Regions from separate parts of the Sus scrofa genome. Here regions 1 and 2 are each linked to region 3. Evidence: chromatin contacts called from public Hi-C and HiChIP or PLAC-seq data. All regions are on one chromosome and are shown on one strand. The core of a region is the stretch at or near the end of the contact, and the rest is flanking DNA. Distances in the headings are between cores, read along the strand shown.

Region 1 (3,357 bases), core at 756-3,255, 710 kb before region 3:
AACTATGAATGCCTTCAGTTGTGTCATTTTTCTGATAGATTGAATGCATAGATATGAAAACTATGTGGTTATTACAAACAAACAAAACTCCCTTATTTCAACATCAAGGCATTTTAACAGTGAGAATATGGTCCTCTCTTATATTATTTAAATAGGAATTAGTCAGATATAATCTTAAGGTAGCTTTATGGTGTTGGATTTGTTGTTGTTGTTAAATACTGGACACATTAAAATTCTTTTTGGCCTGGTAAATGTACTTCGGGTCTGCACATATTTGTGATGTCTCCATCTTCTTGGTTGTTTGCACTTGTTAGCACAGCTTTAGATTGAGTAAAAAGATCTGGAATATTCCTTATTTTTTTCTATTTCCTCAAATCAACAGAGATATTTGTCCTTCACCTCATCTCTAGAGGAGAGAAGAATTGAGATGATTAAAAGCAAATGGAGATAAGAATATAAGTAAAGCTGAGGGTGGAGAGAGGAGGAGCTTTTGAAGCTTCTAAATGTGTAAGTGTGATGAAAGAAAACAATTTTCTCTCCAACCCACAATAAAAGCCATCTGACCTATTGGACACAGCGCTCTCTTTTCCCTATGCCTATTTAAAACAGATCTATCTAAATTTCCCCTCTACTCCAAGACAGCGTTCAGGGGTACTGCCTAGAGGAGCATATAGAAGAGAAAGTCACATTTCTAATATAGTTACTGCCAGGTTTCCTTCATACCTTTTTCCTTTAAAGCCTTGGTTTGGAGTTGTGAGCAGATTTTTGTAGTTGGTGGACAGATTTCATTTATTTTAAAAAGAAAACTTCCCAACAAAGCATTCCATAGGCATGCCACAAAACAGCATCATGAGTTTAATTAAATGGATGTAATGATCAACTAAGTTTGTGTGTATATTTATGTGTGTGTGTGCATGTGCATTTGTTTCCTCTCAAAATAAAGTTAAATACTTTTTGTATGAAACAAAACAAAAATGACTCTAAACTTCCCATCAGTCTGAATGGATTCAGATTTCTTTTTAGAATGGCTTTCTGAAACCATTTTTGTATTTTTTTTGCCAGAGCATTCTATTCCATTCCCTGCCCACTTACTGCTTAGCTTTTTAAGTGTTAAATAAATGTGAATAATTTGTTACTTTTTTAAAGCATGTTTTTATTAACAGGCTGAGAATATAGCCATGAATATAAGGTTGTGCTAGGATTTATGTATAATCCTATCAATTTAGCATGAAAATATGTGAATGAAAGTTTTAGAAACGAATTTTTTTTACCTAGTATGTTGAAAGAAACCCTATGGCGTGGTAAACAAAACACAACAACAAACAAACAAAAGAATAGTGCCTTGGAGAACATGAGGTAGTAACTAATGCCAAAAATTGGTTAAATTTGGAAGCCTGGTTTCTAGTCCTAACTGACTATATGATTTGGAATAAATCATAATCTCTATGTTCCTCAGTTTCCTTGCCTATAAAATGAAGGGAACCTATCTCTTTTAGATTTTCTTTTATCTCATTGTATGCTTTTATTTTATTTTGGCCACATTCATAGCATGTGGAAATTCCTGGGCCAGGGATCAAACTCAAGCCACAGTGGTGACAATGGTAAATCTTCAACCGCTAGGCCACTCAGGAACTCCACATGTGCTTTTATTTTACATAGCTGTATATATAGGTAATTCTGCCTGCATTTTCTACCCATAAATCACAAGTATATGAAGAGAAGTTAGGTTGGTAACAATGGAAGAATAAAGGGAATTTAGGTGGACTGAGAAACCCACATGTGCTTTAATTTTTCGGTTATTGTCCTCAACTTAAGTAGATATCACAATATAATTGGGTCTATTTAGTAGTTTAATGAATGCACTAAACCGAAAGTTGTCATCTGTCAGACAAAGTGACATAATTGCCAATGGGTGGTTTGATAAAAGGGCTGCTTTTAACTGATTGAAGCACAAAATGGTTACTGTGGCTTCATTCCTCCCCACTGGCCACTAGATGGAGAGGTGGTCCATGTCCATGGCCTTGCCCGTGGTAAACAGCTCACTTCCAACTTTATATTGACAAAGCTGCACTATATGCATTTGAACATGTCTGTGAACACACACATGACATTTTGCAGAAACCATCAGAGAATATGTTCTCTTCTATACAGGCATGATGTGATATTCATGAAATGCAAAAAGATTTGCTCCTTCTTTGGCCATTATTAATGCTGGTAGACTTAGGAGAGGGCCAGTAATACAACTCTAGTTTTAGTTGTCACAGTAGAGCTTTTTCCTTTTTCCAATTTGTCCATTTAGAAAGGGTTCTGAAATGAATGTCAGCACCACAGTGCCACCTTGTGTCCCTGTTGCTGTGAGAGTAACTGGTGCATGACACAGTGAAAAGGAAAGAACAGGACATTTGCAAAAAATTGGCAAATTGTTTCAAGCTCTGATTTTTCAGTAGCTGCACAAAAATCTATGCTTTAATGTGTTTGGCAATGCTTATTACCCAAAGAGAAGTTAGGATGTAGTTCACTTTACCCCTTCTCCCATCTCATTGTATATTAAAAATACTTTAAAAATTCCAGCCACAAACAGAGATGTGTCTATTTAGAATTTGGCATGAAGAAGGCAGGAATTGTCAGAGATATTCACCTAATTCTTACCACTTATAAAGCCTCAGCTTGATCAGTTCAGACAGTGAGGCAATCCTTCCTGCACATTCTCAGAGTAACTTTTATATGCATACCTTGGTAACATCGCTTTTCACATTGCATTGCCATTGTTTGTAATCATATCTTCCTACTAAACCATGAGTTCTTCCAGCATTGTGTTTGTATTTTATTCATCCTTCTGCCTCTAGAACTTTCTATGGCATTCAGCCCAGAGGCACTCAGATGTTTGCGGTCTGAATAAATGATTATGTGTCGCTTGTTTATAACTTCTCATTTGTTTTATTTTTTTAATTTTAAATAATTTTAGAACAGTTTTTCTCTTTGGAAAAATACCTTCTAAAACCACTTACTTTGCAAAGATCCCTTTATAAATTTTCTTTCACATTAAAAATGATTTTGAAAATCTTTCTGACTTTGAAAACAATGTATTGCCTTTTCAAAAGTGTATATTGTAGTTGAGTTTGGGGTAAAGATAGTTATCCTCTATTTCTACCTCTATGACAAATTTGCTATCTTATCTTTGATAAGATACTTATCTTTTCTAGGTTTGTTTCCCATGCATAAAATGGTAAGGCTGGACTAGTTGATTTTAAAGTACTTTTTATTCAAGATTTTTAATAGGGTTTAGACATATGTCAGTATTACTGTAGTTGAATATTTTTTTAATAAAGTCCCATGATAGCTAGCCTTTGAAAGTAC
Region 2 (3,615 bases), core at 587-3,086, 510 kb before region 3:
TCCTATGCAAACTCCTTCAACAGTAGAAAAGTAGACCTGTGAATTTAGATGTATGATTTTCCCTTAATTATCTCTAATAAAAACTAAATGATCTTAATTATAATAAACCAGTTTTTTTTTTTTTCCAGCTAGGCTGTTTATATTGCTGCAGTGTATTTCTGAACAACAACCAGAAAAGAAGGAAAGAAAGCTCTAGATAACATATGAAATAGACCATTATTTAGTAGAGTTAATAAAGTTGACTTGCCTAATGACAGGTATACAGTTTTGACCATGTGAGTCAGGGTCAACCTTGATGATTAATGAAATTTTTATTTAGCTGGGTATTAGTTTGCTAGGGCTGCCGTAACAAAGTATTACAAACTGGGCAGTTAAAAAATAGAAATTTTCTCACGCTATAAGCCTGAAGTCAATGTTTTGGCAGAGTTGGTTCTTTCTGAGGGCTTTGAAGGATCTGTTTTAGGCCTCTCTCCTCAGCTTGTAGAGGGCCATCTTCTCCCAGTGTCTCTTCACGTTGTCTTCTCTCTGTGAATATCTGTCTCTGCTTCCAAATTACCCTTTTAAATAAGGACATCAGTCATACTGGATTAGGGCCTTGTGTAATTATTTCATTTTGACTTGATTACCTCCTAAAGACCTTATCTTCAAATAAGGTCACATTTTGAGGGACTTGGGGTTAGGACTGTAACACATCTTTCTTTGTGGCAGACATGAACTCAACTAATGGGTTAAAATAGTTAACACCTACTGAGTGCCTTTTATATTCCAGGTGATGTTATATATATATATGCTATTGATGATTCTCACAACAGTCTATTAGGTAAATGTTATTTTCCCCATTTTACAAGTGAAAAATCTTAAACTCGGAAATAAGCAGTTTGTCCAATATCATATAGCCAATAAATATTAAATGCCAGTATGTGAACCCAGAATTCATTTCTGCCTTTTCAGTGGATAAGCTTCATAATAACTCAGTCAAAAGCCTCCAAATACGTGGAGCATTTAAGCTTTTTTTTTTTTTTTGGTCATTAGGGCTTATGCCAAAGGACATTTTATCCATCAAAACTGGTGCATCATGCTATTGTGTAAATGCCCAATAAATATTGACTGCCTATATCTTCGCTTCTGAATTTTTTGCTGACAGTTGTTTTTGAGGGCTTAGTATTCTAGCTCTCCTGTACCTGATGGAGACAGGATGGATTCTGAACATAGACTACATGGGTTGGTTCTGGCCCTAGTTTGTATGGATGGCATTGAGAGCCAAGTCATGACTTGCCCAGAGTCTGCTACTCAGTGCATGTGCACTTTGTTCTCCTTTCTCTCATTTACCTCATTGTTTTTTTCTTTTACTTTTAACAGGTAATTTGGGATTCTCCCCCCCCCTTTTTTTTTGCAATCCCTGCCATGAGTTATTCTTAGTGTCAAAAAAACAAAATAAGGATATCTGCTAGGTGAAATCCAGTGCTGCCATAGGTATTTACCATAAACTGGTCACAGATTGTTGTTACTCATTCACACTGAAGAGCAAGGGACATTGTGCACCTTATTTTATCTATCTTACCAATGGAACAGTTTGTTCTCACTTCGAAGTTTTAAAGCAGAACTTGTTCGTGACCCAATTTCACTAATAATTCTCTTAAGTAACCCTTGTACTCATTTATAAGATTTTTTTTTCCACCCACTGTCTGTCTAGCCTGGTTTAAAAATTTTATATATGTACTTTTTAAAAATTGATTAGCTGGAGAGCTGCCCATTCCTCTGTGCTGTATAATAAGGATTTTAAAACTGCACACTGAATTCTGTATAGTGTAATTAAAACTGACCCACATTTGGACCTGAGTACACCAGGACTTAGCCAAACTTGCCATGAGCTGAGTTCTGGTGGCAGATGGGAACTAATGAGGACACACTCCACTCCAGAATTTCCCAGCTGCTTGGCCCCTTTTTGTACAAACAAGGTTTGGAGCGAAGTCCGGATCCCAAGAGCATGTTCAGTAAATGTGCTGTACCCAATGATTTGGGAAGTGTTATCACAAAAATCAGGCTGTTTCAAGGTATCCTTAAGACCTCAGCTACTGTGAGATTTTAAACATAAAAATTCAAAGGAACCTTTTGTGCTCGCTCCAATTTTTAATTTTAAAATGAATTAAAAGCAAAGTTCCCCCTACGCCATCTTTTTTCCTGTGCCTGGTGATAGAATGATCACTTATACCCAAACCTGGAGATTTGCAGGTGGTTATCTCTGGATAGACTAGGTCTCCTTGCAACCTACGAATCTCTTCAACTGGTTTGATGTCCTGGGACTATTCAGGCAGATGTAATTGAATCAGTTTGAAGCAGCTGTAGCTGGCATGTGGTCTCTCAGATTGCTAGCACCTGCTTGTTTTTTTGCAACTCACTAGAGTGAGAGAAGTGCCAAAACCAGCATTGGTCTTGGAGCAGATAAAGCACTTCAAATCCTATATTCCATTCTCCTTCCAATCTAGCCACATCACCATCGGTGCCTGAATTAATAAAACCCTTTTCATGATTATGTCCGAGGTATACTTTCCCTTCCCATTCTTCTGTGTTGAGATCCTGACAGTATTGACCACACTAGTCCAAAAATATAAGGGAGTATAATGGTGATCAGGTGGCTTTGGGGCTCTCTTATCATTAGACAACTGGGTAGCCTGTGGTTTGCAGAATCATTTAAATGAACATACCAAATTCATTTGCTGTTCCAGCACAGTCTTACTGGCACAGAGAATGAGCAGTTAATGTATAACAAACTGTGAGCTGTTATGGAATATGATAAATACATTTGCTTAGTGGGGGGAATGTAAAATGGAACTACTTCTCTAATGTACCTCTAAATAATAAACATGGATTTCTTCAACACTTACTATGTGCAAGAGGATGCAGAGTACTAAAAATGGGATAAAAATCCTAGGACACACTAAATATATAAAATATATTTTTAAAGATACATACTCAGAATTGCTTTTAAAGTTTTAATTCCACTTTTTAAATGCTTATTTTCTTTATCTTCTGTTTGTTCCATTATTGGGACAACATTATTTGGCAGGCATATATTTAATTCTTAAATATTACCAATTTCTTAGTGTTCAGTTTGAACCTGGAGATGATAAAGACAACATATTTACCTAAAATTTATAGTTTGTGTAGCAAAGTTTCTTTAAAATTGATAATCTTTGAGATAAGCCAAAAGATAAACTGATTTTATGAATAATAGTAATAAGAGTGAATTCTAAAAATGGCATTCGGTTTTCATCAGCAGAAGCTTATTTTGCAAGGCACAACTAGATACTATGGACATAAAAATTTGTACAAGGTCTTTGACTTTAAGAACATTATGATATACTTGAAGAGACATGATATAAATTAGAAAATAAAAGTAAGTGTCTCAGTATTAAATGCATGCTCAAGACCTGGATTTGGTGTCAAATGAATGCTGTAAAAGTAAAAATATCAGCACTCTTGTCAAATAAAGGCTCTAGACTCAATGTCTGCCTACTCCCCGTCCCTGCCCATGAAGGACATCACTAATCCATCATGGTTCTCTCTGCCACTAAACCAGAACTTTATATAAGAATTCTCCTAAAGACATCACTT
Region 3 (3,401 bases), core at 680-3,179:
CCCTCCAGAAGTCTCTGCCATCCCACTTGAATAGAAAGCTAACTTTGAAGCCACTCTGTTCTCCGTGGCACGATTTCGTACATAACTCAGCTTCGGAATATGGTTGCCATCTGCTGCCAGTGCACAGGACTAAGGAAGTATTAGAGAGGGTAGGGGAAGGACGGTAGAGAAGAAAAGAGACACTCAAAACAAGCTAATGATCTCCTTTGTGTTGGAATCTAGGTTTCAGAACATCAGTCTTGTACTTCAAGAACAAAACACCAGTGTGTCTTAGACCACACCAGGCGCCGGCACATCAGATAAGACCTGTGCTGTGTGGCTCAGCCACCGAGCCTCAAGAAGTTCTAAAAGTGAAATTAAAGGAGCAAACTGAGGAAACTGAAAAGAGAAAGGCTTTAGGGTAAAACACAATCAGGAGGGCTCTGCAGATATGTGTCTTAGGGTTACATTAGTTCAGAAATTAATCTGCTCATTAAAGAGCTGGCAAATGCTGTAAATCCCAGGAATTTAAGAATCTGTAGAAGAAAGGAGACACTTCTATACACTCTGAATACATGGTGATTCTTTAGAAGACACTCAGGGTGAAAGTGACCCAGCTATTATGCATTATTGGGGATTTAAACTGTTGATTAAGAGTTAGAAATGGCTGTACTAGAGGCATGGGTGGGTGGTCCTTTAGAAACAGAAAAGGCTGTCAAGCAAAGCCAAGTCAGCCAGAGAACATCTCGGAAAGGCAACGAAGGGCCCTCGGACCTTCCTAGTTTCCCTGATATCTGTATAAATTGTTAGCTATGGCACCGAATCATACTGCTAGTTTATATACTGAAATGATGTGAAATAATTATTCATCCGGGGATATACACTAGTGAAAAAAAAGTACAGTTAACTTTGCTTTTAAAAAGCAAGTTAAAGCTAGTTAAAGCAGGTATTGTTAATATCTTCAGCAGTTCTGTATTTCAAGTTTGAGAATTTGCAAGGTGGGGAGAAGGAAATCCTTTTGGCCCTGCAAGGAAATAATCTCATCCAAGATGTATATAATCTAAATTTAGAAGCACTGACAAACCTAAGCATGCAAAAAGTCACTTTAGGGAGAACGAAGTGATTGCCAAGCAGTATGTCACACACAGTGCCTTGGTGTGGCTGAAACAGTAAATATTTGTTGGCTCTGGGAGCTCTGGCCTTGACTTCTGTCTGCCATCAGGAACAAGTCATACAACTGTGACTCAACCATAATTAGAATATTAGTAATGCCTTAAATCTATCTTGCATACAGTTTCTCTTCTTCGGAATGCTTCGTGCCTTCACATTCTGTTTGTCCTGTAACATCCTTGTGAAGCACAGACATCTTTCTTTTGCACGTGGAATAACTGGTCCACAAAGGAATAACAATTCTTTGTCTTGAAATATGAAATGATTGATAACCATTATATGACACAGCTCATTGTATTATTTTTCACATTATTTCAGGTTCCCCAAGCAAAGGACATATTTTATCTTTCTCATTATTATTTTTAATTGGTTTTCAGAAAAGTTGAGATAAAAACAGAATTTAACAAATATCCCATGGAGATAGTTGATGTTCTCTTTTCTTTCAAGAATAAATTAAGACCTTCTCTGCTTCTCTCTCCTGGCTCTCTCGGCAAATAGTCAAAATCCCATGCCAATTTTCAAATGAATAAGGGTTCATTCTAATAACTGGCTCACAGTCCCCTCTACTAAGGAAACAGCCTTGTAAATTCATGTCTGGAACCTGCCGAAGTTACTTTTGGTTATAAACCTTAACAGTTTGACCTGAAGGTTTTTAAACATGACTAATATGTGACCTGGTTGTGAGTTCAGCAATAAATTTATACCCAGTATGTGAAAGGCCAAAGAGAAAACTAGAGCCTTTTATTCTCTCTGGTGACCTGCACTAAATATTGCATATTTACTTTGTAAATGAGGACACCCAGTGGCCACCAAGTGAAAAGATTCTAAACAATCCCTGACACTGTTTATGCAAATATAAATACCCCTTATCAAAGCTGATTGATAGATATCTCTGTAACATCTGTTACCAAGCAGTTTAGCTTCCCTAAGTTAGGCAAGAGTGGTAGGAATTTGGCCTGATCTTTTTTTTTCCTAATTTACTGTCAACTTTTATTTATTTATTTTTCATTTTATTGTAGTTGCCTTATAATGTGTTAATTTCTGCTGTACAGCAGAGTGATTCAGATATATCTGTATTATTTCTCATATTCTTTCACATTTTGGTTTCTCACACGATATTGAATATAGTTCTCTGTGCTCTACAGTTGGACCTTATTGTTTATCTATCCTATATACACCAATTTGCATCTGCTCATCCCAAACTCCCAATCCTCCCCGACACCTGCAGCCATTAGGTCTGTTCTCTATGTCTGTGAGTCTGTTCTGTTTTGCAGATATGTTCATTTGTGTTGTATTTTAGAGTCCACGTATAAGTGATGTCATATGATATTTGCCTTTTTCTTTCTGACTCACTGCTTAGTATGATTATCTGTAGGTCCATTCATGTTGAGTGAGTAGTATTGTGTGTGTGTGTGTGTGTGTGTACATACACATTTACATATACACCACATCTTTATCCATTCCTCTGCTGAGGGACATTTAAGTTATTTCCATGTCTTTGGCCTGATCTTTTTTTTTTTTTTTTTTTTTTTGCTTTTTAGGGCCACACCTGCTGCATATGGAGGTTCCCAGGCTAGGGGTCGAATCAGAGCTACAGCTGCTGGCCTACACCAGAGCCCCAGCAACGCCAGATCTGAGCTGCATCTGCAACCTGTGCCGCAGCGCACAGCAATGCCGGATCCTTAACCCACTGAGTGAGGCCAGGGATGGAACCCGCAACCTCATATTTCCTAGTCAGATTCGTTTCCGCTGAGCCATGACGGGAACACCGACTCGATCATTTTTATATCACATCACAGATTAGTCATCTCTTCTCACTTTGAGTTACAAGGTGTGGCTCATCTTTAAGTTCCAATGAATCTTCAATGATAGGAGGACTTAATGAGCTGTCTCTTGGGGGAAGTGGAAGCAGAGAGATGAGGACAGTATGGTATGTGTCCAAAATCATTAATGAAGGAGCACAGATTGTGGGAAATACAGTGAACACATGAAAAACCAATTACCTTAGACCCTGAATTCATACTGAACATTGAAAGTCCCAGATGACTGGGAGTATGGTAATAAAGGACAGGAAGAAGAACATTACCCAGAACTGAAAGGACGGAACACCCCTGGGGCTCAGCCTACAGACATAGCCCAGAGAAAAGGCATACTCCTGGGAGCAGTAAGGCCCCCACACATTGTGAGCACCTTTGTGATGTGAGGGGGAGAGCTGAGCAAACAAACCCTCAGACAAGACCTACTCAGTGGAA

The links. Hi-C and Micro-C count contacts between places; a contact is called where the count stands out from the background. HiChIP or PLAC-seq counts read pairs in DNA pulled down with a chosen protein or histone mark.
Region 1: a Hi-C map of skeletal muscle shows a contact between it and region 3, with 2.8 times the contacts expected there. The contact joins two enhancer-like sites. A contact is called at or near these places in 9 of 47 Hi-C or Micro-C datasets (embryonic fibroblasts, epiblast stem cells, fetal skeletal muscle and 5 more) and 1 of 2 datasets of contacts at active chromatin or transcription factors (skeletal muscle).
Region 2: a contact with region 3 is called in an H3K27ac HiChIP or PLAC-seq map of skeletal muscle, with 7 times the contacts expected there. The contact joins two enhancer-like sites. A contact is called at or near these places in 1 of 47 Hi-C or Micro-C datasets (fetal heart ventricle) and 1 of 2 datasets of contacts at active chromatin or transcription factors (skeletal muscle).

The regions. Positions count from the first base shown.
Region 1 is chr13:144,909,341-144,912,697 of Sscrofa11.1, forward strand. The region is part of intron 2 of ZBTB20 (zinc finger and BTB domain-containing protein 20); the gene reads left to right. Among named protein-coding and RNA genes, the nearest start is that of ZBTB20, 55 kb to the left of the region's middle. Within about 2 kb of position 2,006, at least 18 of the 83 cell types and tissues checked have an H3K27ac peak or open chromatin away from gene starts, as enhancers often do. A contact at or near this core is called in skeletal muscle, where this site is marked.
Region 2 is chr13:145,101,410-145,105,024 of Sscrofa11.1, forward strand. All of the region lies in intron 2 of ZBTB20 (zinc finger and BTB domain-containing protein 20), which reads left to right. Among named protein-coding and RNA genes, the nearest start is that of ZBTB20, 250 kb to the left of the region's middle. Within about 2 kb of position 1,837, at least 9 of the 83 cell types and tissues checked have an H3K27ac peak or open chromatin away from gene starts, as enhancers often do. A contact at or near this core is called in skeletal muscle, where this site is marked.
Region 3 is chr13:145,615,747-145,619,147 of Sscrofa11.1, forward strand. All of the region lies in intron 8 of ZBTB20 (zinc finger and BTB domain-containing protein 20), which reads left to right. Among named protein-coding and RNA genes, the nearest start is that of DRD3, 150 kb to the right of the region's middle. Within about 2 kb of position 1,930, at least 17 of the 83 cell types and tissues checked have an H3K27ac peak or open chromatin away from gene starts, as enhancers often do. A contact at or near this core is called in skeletal muscle, where this site is marked.